Regions from separate parts of the Mus musculus genome. Here regions 1, 2, 4, 5 and 6 are each linked to region 3. A link is a contact called in public ChIA-PET, HiChIP or PLAC-seq and promoter capture Hi-C data. All regions are on one chromosome and are shown on one strand. Each heading gives the region's core, a stretch centred on a gene start, on an enhancer-like site or on the middle of the called end of the contact. The rest is flanking DNA. Distances are from core to core; before and after follow the strand shown. Region 1 holds the start of Zfp747 (zinc finger protein 747). Region 2 holds the start of E430018J23Rik (RIKEN cDNA E430018J23 gene). Region 3 holds the start of AI467606 (expressed sequence AI467606). Region 4 holds the start of Tlcd3b (TLC domain containing 3B). Region 5 holds the start of Aldoa (aldolase A, fructose-bisphosphate). Region 6 holds the start of Ypel3 (yippee like 3).

Region 1 (2,700 bases), core at 48-2,547, 280 kb before region 3:
AATGGGGGAATGTTAACATTTCTTCTAGGCTCTGCCCTCGTTTCCTGCCAACAGCCATGACTCATTATAAAAGGGTCTGCTTGCTCCCTCCTTTTGCTCTCTTGCTCTCTAACCCTCTTCTGCTCTGTCCCTTCTCTCCCCATTCCCCTCCCCCCTCTATATGTGTTCTACTCCCTCTCTTTCTCTGTCTCTCTCTCTTTCTCTCTCAATCCCTCTATCCTTCCCCCTTCTCTCCCTCTCTCTCTGTCTCCCTGCCTCTGTCTCTATTAAGCAGTCAACTCTCCTCCCCATGCCTTAAATGAACTCTATTCTATACTGTACCATTGTGAGCTGGTCCCTCTGGAGGAATGGATGCCTGAGCATGAGCTCACAGAGGTACCCCATTCACCTACCCCACACTGTGCCTCCACCAACATATCCCTGGTTTCTTTGTCTTTTTTTATAAAGTACAAACAGCTCTGAATGATGACAAATAGGATAATATCCCTTTTGTAAGTAGGTATTTTTATATTAAAATAACAATGAGTCAGACTTAAATCCTTACTGTGAGTTGGACCTCATTCCTCCCGGGACTCTCACAAATGGCCCAGATATCTTAACTCCCTCCTATGAGTGAGGCAGAGAAATCCAGTTGGGCAGGTGTACATCTAACCTTTTAGAAGATTAGATGGTCTGGAATGTCCCAGGTGTCCTGGCTGATCAAAGATCAGCTCTGTGATCTCTGATCTGTATCAGGAGCAGTCAGTATTCCTCAACTAGTTTGAGATTTGTAGACCAAGCTGGTGGAACCACCCCAATTGGAGGCCTGCTTCATTTGATAGCTCATTAACAGGGCTGGAGAGATGGCTCAGCAGCTAAGAGCACAGACTGCTCATCCTAAAGGTTCTGAGTTCAAATCCCAGCAACCACTTGATGCCTCACAACCATCTCCTGGTGTGTCTGAAGACAGCTACAGTACTCGTTGAAATTAATTTAAAAAAAAAAAAAAAAAGCTTATTAACAGCCCTCCCTCCACAGGCTTGCTTCTAGCTCCAAGATGAACACTGACCACAAATAAAATACTAAACATCTATTCACAGGCCGCTTCCACCTAGCTGACTGTGAGAGGGGTGTGGTTCTCCTGAGACCATAAAACCCTCCCTGTTTGTGGTGCTCACAGGCAGGGTGTGTCATGTTGGCCTGCCAGCCTGGGACTTGTTCTCAGACTGGCACTTGTAGACTCTGTGGCCATTTTGGTTGAGGGCTTGATGTCATTGGTGCAGGAAGTCACGTGATACAACCCTGGGCAGGACCGCTAGGGAGCGTAGTTTTGAGACGCCGCGCCCAAGTCCACATTTTTACTCGGTCTTCCGGAAATCTCCGCTGTGCTCCTATCAGTTTTCACTTTTTCCCTACGTTAAGGTGCACACGGACCTGGTTCCTGTCCTTTTTCAGCCCTGGTACCCGAAAACGGACACGTTGGACTGGGCAGGCAATCCCAGGAGTGCGGGGCTGACCCAGGGACTGTGCGGGGAGTCTACATGGCGCAGGTGATGGCCCCGGGAAGGGCCTCGGTACCGCCTGTGTTCTGTAAACCTGGGACTGTGAGCTTCGCGGACGTGGCCGTGTACTTCTCCCCGGAGGAGTGGAGGTATCTGCGGCCGGCGCAGAGAGCCCTGTACCGAGAGGTGATGCGCGAGACCTACGGTCTCCTGACCTATCTCGGTGAGAACCTTCCTGGCCGCCGTGGTCGCGATGCCTGTGACACCGTGGGTCCTGCGTGGCAGCAGAGAGACCTGGGCACGGGCGGTCGGAACCAACTGGGTCGTCCTCCTGACTAGTGGGTTTGCTATCTTTCCCTACAGACGTCGGATGCGCCAAACCAGCGCTCATCAGCTGGGTGGAGGAAGAGTCCGAAGTGTGGGGACCCGGTGCCCAGGATCCAGAGGTGGCCATGTGCAGGACAGAAGTCCACTCAGGTGAAGGACTGGGTACTTGCCTGGGGAAACTTCTGTGTTGCCAGCCTGTGTGGTGTCTTCTAGTGACTGCACTTACTGCCTGGCAGTTTCTTCCCTGTTTTTGTTTCTTGGCCAAAGCCATGATGGCTGGCCCCTGGATTCATCTAGAAAGGGGCTGTGATTGTTCTGTCCAGTGCTCTCACCTCGTATATACAGGGCCACTAGGCTGTACGGGTTGTAGCCCCTCGTTCCCACTCCTCTGCTGCCATCACTGTGGCTGCCTTCTGGAGTCTCCTTTAGCTCTTGCTTTCCACCTCTGAGAAGTGCTTAGCTTACTGCACTTGGGAATTGGGACCACACAGACACCTTTCTTTTCTTTTCAATTCTTTTCCTTTATTTTTTATTTTTTATTTTTTTAGAGGGTTTCTCTGTGTAGCCCTGGCTGTCCTGGAACTCACTCTGTAGACCAGGCTGGCCTCGAACTCAGAAATCTGCCTGCCTCTGCCTCCCAAGTGCTGGGATTAAAGGTGTGCGCCACCAAGCCGAGGCCCAGACCCCTTTCTTTATGCTGCATTTGGACATCTGCACACTGCACATGCTCAGATGCTGTGACATCTCCACTCCTGTGTCCAGTCTGTCCCCTTGTGGGGCTGTGGAAATTAAGGGGCAGTAGAAGTCAGAGTCTGAGCTTTTTTCATGGTCTCCCAGCAGATTGCAGGCACGAGAAGGAAAGGAAGAGACCAAGAGAAGAGACTGAAGCAAT
Region 2 (2,700 bases), core at 151-2,650, 300 kb before region 3:
AGGTAGCCCTAGCTGTCCTGGAACTCATTCTGTAGACCAGGCTGGCCTCAAACTCTGAAATCCGCCTGCCTCTGCCTCCCAAGTGCTGGGATTAAAGGCGTGTGCCACCACTGCCCAGCCAAGATTCCTTTCATAGGTAGGTATTTTATATTAAAATAGCAATGAACCAGACTGAAAACCTGGATGTATATGACCGTGAGTAGGGCCTCATTCCTCTCTTGGATATTTCATGGGAATCTCACAATCTTCCCAGAAACTTTAATTCCTTCCTGGAAGTGAAGGGGAAAAAAAATCCAGATGGGCAGATGTAGAGTTTTAGAAGATTAGGTCGTGAATGTTCCGAGTGTCCTGGCTGATCAAAGACCAGCTCTATGATCTCAGACATGTGTCAAGGACAGTATTTCTCAACTACTTTGAGATGTGTAGACCAAGCTGGTGGAAACAACCTCTGAGACTGCTATACTTTCTAGCTTATTAATATTCTTCCTGCCACAGGCTTTCTGGGGCTCCACAATACACTGACCAGAAGAAAAACACCAAACACCTGTTAATTCCTGAGTCCAGCCATTGCTGGACCTCCATCTTGCTGACAGGGTTCAGGATCCCAGGCTGGAACTAACAACTATCCTGTGACTTTAGGTGTTTCATGTTTGTTATCCAGTAAAGGCTGTAAAGAGGGATGTTGCTGTTATTTGCTGTCTAAACTAAGGCACACAAGTCATAAATGTGCAGATTGCCCACTCCATTGTTCCCTTATCATTCTAAATTCCAGACCAGTCCAGGATGCGACCTGGCTGCAAAAGCTAAATCAAGGAACCTGAAACAAAGTGACGCTGATGAGGTCCAGTCACCAAAGTTAACTTCCTTGCTTAACCCATTGTGTGAAAGACTGACTAACGCAACAGTGCACCCAAGTCCCCCTTGCTTTGTGTTTTCATCCTATGAAAACGTTATATAAGCTCTGTTCCGGGATGCTGTTCAGCTCCCAAATTGGCCACTACATACGCGTGCACAGAAATAAAGCTTTCATTTTTAAACTTCTATCTCTGAAATGAGTTTTCTCAGATTCTACCCCAACCCAAAATTCACAGACTGCTTCCACCTAGCTTAACTTGAGAGTGGTGTGAACACACAGAATCTGTACCATTCCTCAACTGCACGATACTCGCGGTCCTGGAGTCCCCGCCCACATAGGCACGTCCACTTCAGTCTTGGTCTTAGATTGGCACTTGTAGACACTTTGGCCATTTTGGATGAGGGCTAGAAAACAATGACCCAGGAAATCCGGTGACGTAACCTTGGGCGGGACCCCAGGGATCAAGGTTCTTGTTACTCCCCGCCCCGCCCCGCCCCGCCCCGCCCCCACACGTTTATGCACAAATACTGCTACCATTTCTATGAGTTCATCACCACGTCTTGCATCTGTACCTGCTTCTAGGAATCTTCAATTTTCACCTACATTAGGGTGCTCACGGACCTGATATATGTCCTTTCTCAGCCCTGGTACCCCACCGCGGCAACCTAGGATCTGGCAGGCGATCCAGGGGACGCCAGGCAGATCACGGAACAGTGCGGGGAGTCCCCATGGCGCCGCGGATGGCCCCGGAAAGGGCCTCCGCTTGGCCTGCATTCCTTAAGCCTGGGACTGTGAGCTTCGCGGACGTGGCCGTGTACTTCTCCCCGGAGGAGTGGAGGTGTCTGCGGCCGGCGCAGAGAACCCTGTACCGAGAGGTGATGCGCGAGACCTATGGTCTCCTGGCCTCTCTGGGTGAGAACCTTCCTGGCCGCCTGGGTTCGCGTAGCCCTTGACACTGTGGGTCATGCGGTGGATCGGAGTTCCCTGGGTACGGGTGGTCGTAACAAGTGGGTCGACCTGACTCGTGGGGTTTGCTATCTTTCCCTCCAGAAGTCGGGGGCGACAAACCAGCGCTCATCTGCTGGGTGGAGGAAGAGTCCGAAGTGTGGGGACCCGGTGCCCAGGAGCCAGAGGTGGCCATGTGCAGGACAGAAGTCCACTCAGGTGAAGGACTGGGTACTTGCCTGGGGAAACTTCTGTGTTGCCAGCCTGTGTGGTGTCTTCTAGTGACTGCACTTACTGCCTGGCAGTTTCTTCCCTGTTTTTCTGTTTCTTGGCCAAAGCCATGATGGCTGGCCCCTGGATTCATCTGAAAAGGGTTCTGTCCAGTGCTCTCACCTCATATCTACAGGGTCACTAGGCTGTATAGGTTGTAGCCCCTCGTTCCCACTCCTCTGCTGCCATCTCTGTGACTGCGTTCTGGAGTCTCCTTCAGTTCTTGCTGTCCACCTCTGACAAGTGCTTAGCTCACTGCACTTGGGAATGGGGACCACACAGACACCTTTCTTTATGCTGCATCTGGACATCTGTGCACCACGCATGCTCAGATGCTGTGGCCTCTCCCCTCCTGTGCCCTGTTTCCATGTGGGGCTGTGGGAATCGAGGGGCAGTAGAGTCAGAGTCTGAGCTTTGTCATGGTCTCCCAGCAGATTGCAGGCACGAGAAGGAAGGGAAGAGACCAAGGGAAGAGACCAAGGCAACCAAGAAGATACTTTCTCCAGAAGCTGGGCCTATGGAGCCACGCCCCTCCTTTGCTTCCCCTTCTTGCAACTTGGAGCTGCTTTTCAAGAACTCTCAGCAGGGGCACCCCACTGTTGCGGTGCACAACCCTATCCTAAAAGCAG
Region 3 (2,700 bases), core at 79-2,578:
CAGCTCACCAGGCTTGTGTCATGGGGCCTCTCCTCTTGGGTCTGAGGCCTCCAGAAGGTGCTCTGGGCTGGGACTTCTGGTGGGGTCTGAGGAACTAGAGAACTGAGGGAAGAGTATGGGGCTGAAGTGGCTGGTGGAGCAGTTGCTCTGCCCTCTAAGGTGCCACCGGGTGTTGGGGGACCTGGAGCCCTGTCCATCAGCAGAGGCATGGAGGAGCCGTACCAATCCTCAGAGCGCTCCCGGGCGCTGCTCGTGGGCTCAATCCACAGTTCTCCTCCAGGGCGCCAGACTAGGGTGGGGGCACGCTGGCTGGGGTCTGGTTGCGGGCGGCGGAACAGGCGTTCGGCCAGTACAGCAGTAGTTATGATGAAGAAGGCTGTGAGAGAGGCCAGGCCCAGCATGATGGGAATACAAGGTCCACAGGGGATTACTACCCACACTGCTGCCTCCGCTGTAGGCTCAGGGAGCCCCTCCGTGTGCCCAGAGGGCTGCTGAGGCGTCACTGGCATCTGGGAGACTCAGTGTGGACTCAGAACAGTCAGGAACGTCTCCACTGGGAGAAGGAAAGGACAGCAACCAGAGGATATCCCGTTTCCTGGAAAGAGATTCAACAACGGTTCTAACAACTTGACCGTGGCACAGGATGAGACAGTGCTTAGACTGCATGTCACTGGGACTGCACATCATTGGCCTTTTTTTTAAACTGTAACTTTACTTCAGAACCTCAGAGACAGATTGGGAGTCGGGAGTGCTGGATCTCTTTGTCCCTCATCTTGCGTTCCTGCTCCCACCCCCACCCCTACCCACTGTTAATTCGGCTCTTCTAATTGGCTTATTGAGCATGGGTGGCAAAACTAGAGAGGAGCAAAGGGTCCCAGAGAGGTCAAGAGCAAACCAGGAGAGGCCGGAGAACAAGCCAGAGCTGGCTGAGGCTCCCCTGCACAGTCGCAGGCCTTACTTCCCCTCCAGCCCCACCCCCCACCTCTGATGACAGATCAAAGGTCTGGGCTCTCAGGTCTTGCCTCAGTCTCAAGTGAGGAGACTTGGAATGAGAGAGAAACCCCTTGCTGGCCCCTCCCTTCCATATGCACCTACTCTTTGAGCCACCTAACCGCTCTCCTTGGAGGTGGCCCTGTTGTGCTATCTGGCTGTACCAGGTCTGTGGCCCGGCACCTATCCAGCTTCCCCAGCTCTGCCCAATCACTGGCCTGTCTGCTTCCCTTGTTGGTATTTGTCCACATCTCTGCCACCAGTCCCCCATTTGCAGTTGCTTCCGCACCCCTCACCTCACCTGTCACCTTGCTTCAATCTTGGATTTCGCCGTTTTCAGAGCCCTTCTTCCCAGTGCATGCCGGGAGGGTGTGTGTGCGCGCAGCGATCTGAAAGGCCCTGGAGGGCTGGCCTCAGAAGAAGGCGGAAGGGAGGCTACCACCTGTTGCTGGGCGACTGTGCCCCAACTTTTCCTGCCCCCACAGAGTGTTTCCAAGGCAACCTGGGGATGTGGTCAGTGTGGTGAAGAACCACTTCCTGTGTAAGGTGGAGCCAGAATGAGCAGCTGCTTTGCTCCAGTCAGTCCCACCCCACAGGCAAGGTCCAGACCCCAGCGCCTTTACCTTGTCACCCCAAAGGCAAGACCCAGACCCCAGCGCGTTCACCATCTCACCCCAAAGGCAAGGCCCAGACCCCAGCGCTTTCACCTTCTCACCCCAAAGGCAAGACCCAGACCCCAGCGCCTTCACCTTCTCACCCCATAGGCAAGGCCTAGGCGCGATCACCATCTCACCCAACAGGCAAAGCCCAGACCCCAGCGCCTTCACCTTCTCACCCTACAGGCAAGGCCCAGACCCCAGCGCCTTCACCTTCTCACCCTACAGGCAAGGCCCAGACCTCAGCTCGCTCACCCAGGGGAGAGGAAGATTATAAAGACCGGCTCAGGGGCTCCCACAGCGCTGCGATGTATCTTGCTGCCTGCTTCTTGGAGGGTCCCTGTCCTTCCGTCTACTCCCTGCACCCTTTTCATCCAGCTGTGTCATACTTTTGTTTTGTTTGAGACAGGGACTTAAGATGTAGCCCAGGTTGGCCCCGAATCCCCCCCCCCCCCCCACACACACACATACACACTCCCGTAAGCCTTTTGAGTGTTGGTTTCAGTCCCAGGCCACTGTGCCCAGGCTCATCTCTCCACTACTTCTGATACCTAACGGTGTAAGCACTATGAGAGTAATTGTTACCGGTGTTGTTTAGGCCATCATACCTTTACATGGTGTGCATGCAGTGTCTGCGTGTGTGTGTGTGTGTGTGTGTGTGTGTGTAGACCAGAGTCTACTTAATTGATTTCCACCCTATTATTTTATTTTATGTGTTTGTGTGTTTAGCTCACCTGTATGCATTTTGGTCGCAAGCATGCCTCGTGTTCAAGGAGGCCAGAAGGGGATGTCAGATCTCTTGGAAGTGATTGACAGACAGTTGTGAGCCACTTTGTAAGTGCTAGGAATTGAACCTAGGTGCTCTGCAAGAGCATCGAATTAACTGCTGAACTCCCTCTCCCTCTCCCCTTCCCCATTCTCCCTGTCCCCCGGTCCCCCTCCTCCCTTCTCCCCCTATACCCTCTCCCCCTCTCCTCCTGTCCCCCTCTTTCCTTCCCCAGTGCTAAGCTAATAGGAGCACTTAGCTGAGCTTGCGGTGCCCATAGTTTTGAAG
Region 4 (2,700 bases), core at 201-2,700, 270 kb after region 3:
GAGCTCTCTCTCCCTGGGGAGGGAGGGAAGGGACCCATGAGGGCTAAGGGAGTCCCAGTTGTCCCTGCACCCAGACACCATGAGGCTCATACTTAGAGTCACTGGCCCCAGTGACCCCAGCCCCCCCCCCCCCCACACACACACTTTCCCACTATTTTCCTGATTCTTACCATGGCCCTCTTCCTGGCGGCCCTATTCTAGAGATATACAAGTTTCACTGTCTACTTTTCTACACCTTGACCCCCAAACACTAGCCCTGAAAAACACAGTCTTGCCCCTTGGCTTGCTCCTGGGTGTCTTGTGGGACTGTTTAGTCACATGCTGCCCTGCTTTAGAGGGAGGATAGGAAGGTGCTAAGGGAAGCAAGCTCAAGCTCAATAGTAGTCCAGATGGCTGGGTTTCAATGAGGTCCAAGGAGGGAAGGAAGCTTGGATGTAACCTACCCACCACTACTGAGCCCAGGGGCGTGCTGGGGTCCCTTCCCCATGAAGCCTGTTGGAGAGAGAGGGGCTGAACTCTCGGGGAAGGCATGCCATTTACCTGGCGGAGACAATGACTGCGTCGGCCTCCTCCCAGCGCAGCTGGGGCAGCCTCTGGAGCGTGTTCTTGGATAGGAGGAAGAGTCCGGGGAACACCACCCCCCCAGCCACCATTGGGGTAAGCATGGTGACTTGAACCCGGGCAGGGAGACCAGAGGGTCCAGAAGGGACAGGAAGGCCAAATTGAGGGAGGGAGTTGGAGGTGAAGAAGGGATTGCCAAGCCAGAAAGGGAGAGAGAAAGAGGGAGGGGGAGGCACAAAGGGGCCAGGGCGGGGACAGGATGGGACAAGAGGACCAGTTCAGGGCAAGGGAGAAAGGGACTTCAATGAGATTGGGGACACAGAAAGAAAGGGCTAGCTAGGTGGCGGGGGGGGGGGGGGGACGACAGAGCGCTGGTGAGAGGATGGGGAGAGACTACCAAGGGAGGACTTGATGAGAGGACCAAGAGGGAGAGGGGACAGGAGGAGGAAGATGCAGTGGGGGAGGGGAGGGAGAACCGCGGCAGGTGGGGGGGGGGCTTACGTGGAGAGGCTGGGAGGGCCCAAGGAGGCGGGGTGGGGGACGGTGGTGCCAGCCCTGAAAAAAGGGAGGGAGGAAAGGACGGAGCGGAGCGGAGCGGAGGCGCAGCTGGGCAAGCGGTCACCAGTCAACACCGCTCTCCCGCCACCACAGGCTACCACCTCCTCCTGCTGCTGCCGCTAGAGCCCCGCTGCCCTGTGCAGACACCGCACATGGCATTATAGAGTTGGTGCCCAGCCCCCTGCCCCCTCTGTGAGGAGGGGGAGGGGGAGGGGAAGCCACCAGCTTGGGGAGGGTGGGAGAGGGGGAGGGAAATGATGGCACCGACCAGACACCAAGAAACCGGACCTGCAGCAGCGTTGTCTCCCATGCAGCTCTGAGCCACAGCAGCGGCTGCGACAGAGATGGGGGGGGACAAGGAAAGAGGGAGGGGGAGGCCCTTAAAGAGACAGGAGCTGCAGTGCAGGGGGCTGCTGGGGACAAGGGCTTAGGGAAAGGATGGCTCTTCTCTTAAACCCCCCCCCCCCCCCGGACACCTCCACCTAGCAGGAGTACTGAGCCGCCTTTCCTGTCAGCACTTTAAAAATGTCTGGCATTTCCTTCTGCTGGTGCTTATAAACATAAATGGGTGTCCCTCAGTGGCCTGCAGGGATCTCAGCTTAGGGGTGCTCACTCCAGCCAAGAAGATTTCCTGAAGAAAGCAGCCTGAGTAGATGGTGTGTTCCCTGAAGGCACAGATAGGAACAAGCCATTTCACGGTGTCCTTCAGACCCACAGCCCCCTCCACCCCGCCCGTCCGCCTCTCCAGTCAGAGGGAGTGGAAACTACATCAGTCACCTCGCTTGCACTCCGACTCGCACCACAACGAGTCACTCCCTCAGGAGTGTGGCTCACTATTGTGACAGCCCAGGGGGAAATCTATGCTCCTATGCTCTTCAGAGGTCAGGGGATAGCCCTGAGGTGGGAGCCAAGGTTCCCCAAGATCAGAAAGTTAAGATGTGACAGGAACAGAGCTAAGTGGGAAGAGATGGCTGGCTGTCAGAGCCCTCCAGCATGGCTTTGATGGCTAGCACCAGGGCACTGGGAGACAGGAAGCAGTCATGTAGACCTGGTGGCACTCCAGGAGCAGGAGGATCACTCCTGGTAGCCAGCTTGGGCGACAGAGGAAGTGCTCGCCTGGGAGAGAGGGTTAGAAGGTGGGCTTGAAGAGCAGAGGGTGCTTGCTGCCTGGAAAACCCAGTGGAGTTATGGAAGCCGGGGCCCCTCCCTCAGGCCAATGGCCTCCTGGAGTCCCCTTTTCCTTGTTGCCTTGGTTCCCTGTCCTCGGCCACTCCTCAGAACAGTCCTGCTTACACAGAAGAGCCTGGTGGCTGGCTGACTCAACTTCCTCCTTTAATCCAAGGGGAAGAGCAGCCCCGTGCTTTGGCCAGGGTAATTTAGGCCTAGCACACAACTACTAATGCTCACTCTCACATGGCCTCTTAGAGCCTGGCCTTTCCCAAACCCATCTGTCCTTCAGACTTGTATATCATGGGGACTGACACCTCACTGTAGCTTGAGTTTCTCACTGACCCTGAGATGAGCCTACTTATCTACTGACAACTGACCTTTCCAGCCCACAGCCTACTCCCTCTGCGCCCT
Region 5 (2,700 bases), core at 43-2,542, 290 kb after region 3:
CCAGCCACACCCTGCCTTTAGACTCCTGGTTATTTTAAGAGGTGAGTATCCTGCCTGCATCTGCTCTCCTTTGGAAAAAAAAAAAAAGTACAACCACCAGCAGGCACCAGAGTCAAGGGAGGAGGGAACCAGAGGAGGCAGTGGGAGGCAATATCTAGATGTTTTCCCTTCTTGTTCTGCCTTACAGATCCTGGACCTGAGACTGATTTCTTGACTAATTTCACTGTATTTCCAAGGAAGAGGTTCCTCTAAAGACCGGTGAGTGAGCAGTGGCACCTCCTCCTCTCAAGGCAAACCAAAGCTGCCTCTTCTTCACCCCCCACGCAGGGATGAATGTCAGGAGCCTCAGGTTTCCCTAAATATAGGTCCCGGCCGCGGGATTCGTGGTGGGGAAAGGGCAGGGGTTACCGAGAAGGTCTGGGACACTGGTGCGGGGGTGTGTAGGGGAGGGGTGGGGAGTAGGAGCTGCCTTAAAACCCAGCCCTGGACTGCCGGGCTCACTCTCTGCTGACCGGGCTCTGCGGCTTCTGTCACTGCGCCACAGGTGGGCCGCTATCCGGATTGCAGGATGGGAATGGGGGTTGCGGATTGGGACCTGAGGAAACTGAGTGCTCTGAGAGTTACAGGGTGACAAGAGAGCTCCGAGACGGATTTTTTTATTTTGGAGAAGGAAATCAGGTTCGGGAAAGACCTGTCTGGCTTGGGCCAGTCCTTGTCGGTCATTTCCTCAAACTGGGTGTGTTTAGCTCGCGGGTGGTGCCTCCCGCCAATCTGCTAGGCAACGCCAGGCCTGGATACGCCACTCAGTTCCGATGTGGCCGGCACACTAGTTCTGGGAGGTTTTGCCTGCGTACCATGTCAGCTGCGCCGTGCTCTGGCCAGGGAGAGATGGAACGCGCCCTGCATTTTAGTCAAGCGACGAAGCAGGCAGGCAGGGAGGCTCCGAAGCTCTGCGTTCTTAGCAGTGACGTCAGGCTGCAACTACACAGCCGGAAGCCAGGGGTCTTGGAGGAGAGGCCAGCCACCATCTCACTCTGACCCCCTCCCTACTCTTCGCCAACCCACATTCCGGCTGAGTCACGATGTTCGCGCGCGCGCCAGGCAGGGGTTGGGGGGGGGGGTGTTGGGGGGGGGGGCCTGGTGACCTGCGGGATGTGGCTCGAGTCACGTCCTAGCGGGGCGGAGGAGGGATCGTGTTCTAGCCGCTTGTCTCCTCCCCAGTGCCGCCTCCTATCGGAGCATCTTGGGGCGGTGCTGCGCACAGTGCCCACCTTCAATTGGACGGTTCCCGTCCCTGCAAGGGAAAAAACCTGCAGAGGGCGGAGCGGCGCCTTTAAATGTCCGGGGCCCCGCCTCCCGTCCCCCCCAACCCAGCTGAATAGGCTGCGTTCTCTTGGAACGCGCAGCAGAACGAGGTTCTGGTGACCCTAGCCGCGTTCGCTCCTTAGTCCTTTCGCCTACCCACCGGCGTACCAGGCAGACCCACCCCGTCCTGTGCCAGGTGAGCGCCATTTGACACGTGCTCGGGGAAGGGTCTATGGGGTTAGGATCTTGGGCCGGTGGCGGGCAGTGCAGAGCCGTCTTCCCCACGGCCCCTCACTTCTCCTTTTTCTACCCCCACGCTTGCCCCCAGCCCGGGTTCTCCGGCCTGCGCCCTGGCGGTTCGCTGCGCCACGCAGCAACTCAGCGCGCTGAGTCATGCCGGGGGAGGAAGCAAGATGAGGTGGAAAAACAGACCCCTCTTTATTTTTGCAAAAACTCTCCGCTATGCAAAGCATCAGGGTCCCATTTCCTATTCAAGAGATCTCAAGAAGCGATGGGGAGACGGGGGCGATCGGCTCTTACACCGTCTCAGGATTTACGCGATGGGGTGGAGGAAATTGGTTTCCTTTCGGGGGAGCCCCAGGAGAGAAGGCTAAACTCCTCAGCTGCAGTACTCTGTTGCCCATTAACACTTTACTATCTTTCCTTATCTGTGACCTTGATTCTGAGTCTGGAACCGCTGTAGCGTAGAAGTGCACGTGCCTCGTACATCCTTTCCCTCCCCTTCTAACAGTATGGAGGCAAAGGTTTCGTTCTACCTGGGCTCCATAGCCCCTTTTCTGTGCTTCTGATGGCCCTGTGTTTTTCCTAATAATTAATCCTTTTCCTCGAGCTCCTCCCCCGCAACCATCACGAAGAGAGAAGCCTGACCTTGGGGTGTCCTTGAAGCCTGGGCCGGCCCTGGGTGGATTAGAAGGGGCCCCCCCACCTCAGTCGGGAAATCTTGGTTCTCTCTTAACTCTCGCCTTTGGGTTGCTATGTGGCTTTGAGCACAGATCATTTCTTTCTTGGGCTCTTTCAGATGAGGGTATTAGGCTCTCTGCCCTATTCGTGATCCTTAAATTCTAAAATATTCCCGGTTCAATTTTGTTTCTAGGCAAGGTGACCCATGGCAACGCGCAGGCCAGATGGGTCCAGCTTCAACATGACCCGCCTGTCCCTGGCTCTGGCTTTTTCCTTTCCCCCAGTTGCCAGTGAGCAACCCCACTCTGAGCTGGGCAACACCCAGCAACAGACAGAGTTAGGAAAGGTACAGGAAGAGGCAGGTCTAGTATAGGGAAGTCGGGAGTAGGGGAGAGCTCTGGGACAGGAAGTATCCCAGGACCCTCAGGGAGTGGGGCAGGGGAGGTGGGGGCTAGTGCCCTGGCCTCCAGGGAA
Region 6 (2,700 bases), core at 5-2,504, 310 kb after region 3:
AAGAGGAGCCTGATCATGGCTTCCTGTCAGAAACAAGGGACTCTGGGAATATCAGCATACCAGGGAGTCACAGGTCACAACAGAGGTCAGGAAAAGAAAGGAAGGAGATGAATACTCACACAGAGTTGAAGAGGTAGGCACGTCCCTGACTGCCCTGGAAGGACTGGAGGGTAGTGGGGAGACGAGAGGAGGGGGTTAGGGCTATTGGTGGGGAGTTGCCAGGCAGCCCATTGCCATTCTAGACTAAAATGTGACCTGCTTACCTTGGAGATGAGGTCGTCGTGGTTGGCCAGGTGAGCACGGCAGTGGGCACAGCTATACCTCCGGTGACAGTCATCCAAGTAGGCCTGAAACGTCTTGGGCTTTGAAATCCGCACCATGGCGGGGGCCAAGGGCAGTGGCCCCACGCGGGGAGCGGCCCACGGGGAGCAGAGGGAGCCCAGTGCCTGCCAGGAAGGAGAGGTGGACGATCAGGACTAAGGCCACACACATGTAGACAAGCCCAGAACTATGGGGACTCTGTCACACTTGGCTGCTCTCTCCTTTCCCTAGAGCCAGCAGTCTCACCAGGGACCAGAGTCATCTCAGTTTTGACTCACTGAGGAGGCCTCAGGTTGCATCAGCGGGTAAACTGAGGCTAGGAGGAGCTCTAGGTGAGTCACCCACCAGCTTCTGGCCTCACCCCTGCTGAGCTGGCATCTGAACTGGCATCTGAAACGTGAAGAAGGGGCTTCAGAGTGGATGGGCTGCCAGTTTTCAGTTTTGAGGAATGGGGGGGGGGGGCAGAAACTGACTGGTCCTTGGGACCCTAGTTGGACTAGTGATAGGGCAAATGTGGGGTATATGGAGTTCGCTTGGGGAAAGGGTCTCTCACCTGGAGGAGGCAGGCCTCCCCAAAGGAAGAGGGTCCCCTAGAGAGAGGAGGGGTTTTTACCTGCAGGCGCTGAGCCTCATCTCCGCCGAGGGGAATCTTACCTGCATCGCCAAGCCTTACCTGAGACCCCGGGGCTCACCTGGGGCGAGGGGATGGGGGCGTGCGCGGGGGAAGGGGCAGTCCTCGCTTGCGGGGCGGGGGCGCGGGGCAACGCGCAGAGACGTCGGTCCAGGCCTCACCTCGCCTGGGCGCGTGGAGGGCCCGGTCCGCGGGGTGGCCTGGCCTGGGAGTGGGGGGCGCTCCTGATGGGCGCCGTCCCCCCCGGCCCGGTTCACAGCCGCCTCGACTTGTTTACACCGAGACCAGCTGCTGCCGCGGCTGCGGCGGGAGGGGGAGGGGGCCGGCCTCCTGTCCCGGCGGCCTTCGTGGCCAATCGGAGCGCCTCATGCAAATGAGGGGGCGCGTCATACGGCGGCCAGCGCAGGCTGGGCTGCCCTTCCCCCTGCTCCGGGCTCCCGCTAGCCGTCTCGCCCGGAAATGCGGCTACGACTTGCAGCCTAACCCAGAGGCTAACCCGGGCGTGATTGCACCTCTGCTGCTCTGCTATCTCGGGTGCTCAGAGACAAGGATCCTAACCCGGCATGGGGCTAATAAGAGCGTGTTATCTGTATGCAAACCCCTGGGAAATAGTCGTAATTGTCTTCGTTTATCCACAGACCACTGTCTCCATTTGACCAGTTTCCTGAGGCTTGGAGAAGAGATCCTCTCCAGAGATTATCCAGATGGTAAGAGTCAAAGTTGGAATTCACACTTTTCCCAAGCACGTGGAACAGATTGTTAGAAGGGAACTAAAGGTGTCCTTCTATTAGACTCCCAGGAACCAACGCTTTAAAAATCTCTACTGCTGAGCATCATCTGCTCCAGGCATTCTCTGGTATGCCTGACCTCGAGGTTTCTGTAGGTCTGACCCCAGTGAAAATGTCTGTTTAATCGTGTGTCTGGTATACTTAGACTTGTGTTCACTGCAGAGTCCCAGGAACCAGGCAGGCTTGAAAAGTGCTGCACTGGGAATATTTATTAAATGAACTCCAATGTTGGAGATCAGAAAGTGGACAGCAGGTACTGTGGGAGAGCCTGCGAGCTAATCCATGCCTGCCTGCTGCAGTACAGCTCAGCACATAAGGTGCCCAACATCAGTAACATGAGGAAATTCCGTCCCTTGCATATGCCTGGGTCTCTTAATGGTTTCAGGACAACCACTCATCTCTGAATCTCTAGAGTCTAGGTCCAGGACGCTTGGGCTAGCATGCTTTAGAGTGGAGGCCAAGCTGGCACAGGGTGTGGTGCCACTCTGCTGGGTCTGGAATGTAGTGGAACAAGTGGGCCAGCCTACTGACACCCCCAGGCTTTTATTTGCAGGGGTGTCAGTGGGCAGAGTCTCACTTTGTAGCCCTGGCATTATAACTCACAGAAATCCACCTGCCTCTGCCTTCCAAGTACTGAGGTTAAAGCCTAGGCCTAGCTCACCACAGGCTTTCTTGATCTCTCCTAAGATGCTATGTGCACTTGCTTGCAGTAAACTCTGAGCTGCATTCATGGTATGCAAGCCTTCTACCACCAACTTCCATCCCCAGCCGCTAATGCCATCTTTTTAGCCTCCCGAATCGACCCTCCAACCCCTTGTTCCATGAACTATGTTACTGACAAGAAAATATTTATTTTTTAAGAGAAAGACAGGACAGGGCCTCAGGCTGAGGAGGCTGGGTCTCTTCTTCCTGCTTGTCCAGGTAGTGTCTCAGGGCTGTGGGGTAATCGGTCATGACGCC

The links. Promoter capture Hi-C pulls out the DNA fragments that hold promoters and counts their contacts. ChIA-PET counts read pairs in DNA pulled down with a chosen protein or histone mark. HiChIP or PLAC-seq counts read pairs in DNA pulled down with a chosen protein or histone mark.
Region 1: an RNA polymerase II ChIA-PET map of memory CD8 T cells shows a contact between it and region 3, with 177 read pairs. The contact joins the promoter of Zfp747 here to the promoter of AI467606 in region 3. A contact is called at or near these places in 2 of 115 datasets of contacts at active chromatin or transcription factors (bone marrow-derived macrophages and memory CD8 T cells).
Region 2: an RNA polymerase II ChIA-PET map of memory CD8 T cells shows a contact between it and region 3, with 326 read pairs. The contact joins the promoter of E430018J23Rik here to the promoter of AI467606 in region 3. A contact is called at or near these places in 2 of 115 datasets of contacts at active chromatin or transcription factors (memory CD8 T cells and pancreatic cancer cells).
Region 4: a contact with region 3 is called in a promoter capture Hi-C map of liver, with 12 times the contacts expected there. The contact joins the promoter of Tlcd3b here to the promoter of AI467606 in region 3. A contact is called at or near these places in 30 of 39 promoter capture datasets (the 3T3-L1 cell line, 3T3-L1-derived adipocytes, the C10 cell line and 18 more), 7 of 15 datasets of contacts at CTCF or cohesin (the G1E-ER4 cell line, the NIH/3T3 cell line, embryonic stem cells and 2 more), 193 of 484 Hi-C or Micro-C datasets (the 3T3-L1 cell line, 3T3-L1-derived adipocytes, the 63-12 cell line and 100 more), 52 of 115 datasets of contacts at active chromatin or transcription factors (the 230-238 cell line, the HPC-7 cell line, the NIH/3T3 cell line and 34 more) and 6 of 9 other capture datasets (adipose tissue, embryonic tail, embryonic trunk and 3 more).
Region 5: an H3K27ac HiChIP or PLAC-seq map of embryonic stem cells shows a contact between it and region 3, with 8 times the contacts expected there. The contact joins the promoter of Aldoa here to the promoter of AI467606 in region 3. A contact is called at or near these places in 17 of 39 promoter capture datasets (the C10 cell line, the HPC-7 cell line, the SN4741 cell line and 11 more), 1 of 15 datasets of contacts at CTCF or cohesin (embryonic stem cells), 8 of 484 Hi-C or Micro-C datasets (B cells, CD4 T cells, the MNK3 cell line and 5 more), 54 of 115 datasets of contacts at active chromatin or transcription factors (the 230-238 cell line, DN3 thymocytes, the HPC-7 cell line and 35 more) and 4 of 9 other capture datasets (adipose tissue, liver, macrophages and 1 more).
Region 6: a contact with region 3 is called in an H3K4me3 HiChIP or PLAC-seq map of embryonic basal ganglia, with 4 times the contacts expected there. The contact joins the promoter of Ypel3 here to the promoter of AI467606 in region 3. A contact is called at or near these places in 27 of 39 promoter capture datasets (the 3T3-L1 cell line, 3T3-L1-derived adipocytes, the C10 cell line and 16 more), 1 of 15 datasets of contacts at CTCF or cohesin (embryonic stem cells), 13 of 484 Hi-C or Micro-C datasets (B cells, the CH12 cell line, the G1E-ER4 cell line and 4 more), 28 of 115 datasets of contacts at active chromatin or transcription factors (the 230-238 cell line, the HPC-7 cell line, the SCID.adh cell line and 19 more) and 5 of 9 other capture datasets (adipose tissue, embryonic stem cells, embryonic tail and 2 more).

Annotation. Positions count from the first base shown.
Region 1 is chr7:127,374,647-127,377,346 of GRCm38.p6, reverse strand. Zfp747 (zinc finger protein 747) reads left to right here and starts at 1,297. Exons shown (of 3, transcript NM_175560.3): 1 at 1,297-1,704; 2 at 1,845-1,958; 3 at 2,649-2,700. The coding sequence starts at 1,521.
Region 2 is chr7:127,392,321-127,395,020 of GRCm38.p6, reverse strand. It overlaps E430018J23Rik (RIKEN cDNA E430018J23 gene), which reads left to right and starts at 1,400. Exons shown (of 3, transcript NM_198011.2): 1 at 1,400-1,768; 2 at 1,907-2,020; 3 at 2,506-2,700. The coding sequence starts at 1,585. It also overlaps a transcript of Zfp764 not described here.
Region 3 is chr7:127,090,064-127,092,763 of GRCm38.p6, reverse strand. AI467606 (expressed sequence AI467606) reads right to left here and starts at 1,328. Exons shown (of 2, transcript NM_178901.3): 1 at 1,292-1,328; 2 at 1-595. The coding sequence starts at 509.
Region 4 is chr7:126,822,053-126,824,752 of GRCm38.p6, reverse strand. Tlcd3b (TLC domain containing 3B) reads right to left here and starts at 1,450. Exons shown (of 5, transcript NM_029978.1): 1 at 541-1,450. The coding sequence starts at 665.
Region 5 is chr7:126,797,846-126,800,545 of GRCm38.p6, reverse strand. Aldoa (aldolase A, fructose-bisphosphate) reads left to right here and starts at 1,292. Exons shown (of 9, transcript NM_007438.4): 1 at 1,292-1,501.
Region 6 is chr7:126,775,517-126,778,216 of GRCm38.p6, reverse strand. It overlaps Ypel3 (yippee like 3), which reads right to left and starts at 1,254. Exons shown (of 5, transcript NM_025347.3): 1 at 1,114-1,254; 2 at 264-446; 3 at 120-163. The coding sequence starts at 380. Gdpd3 (glycerophosphodiester phosphodiesterase domain containing 3) reads right to left here. Exons shown (of 10, transcript NM_024228.2): 10 at 2,572-2,700. The coding sequence ends at 2,590.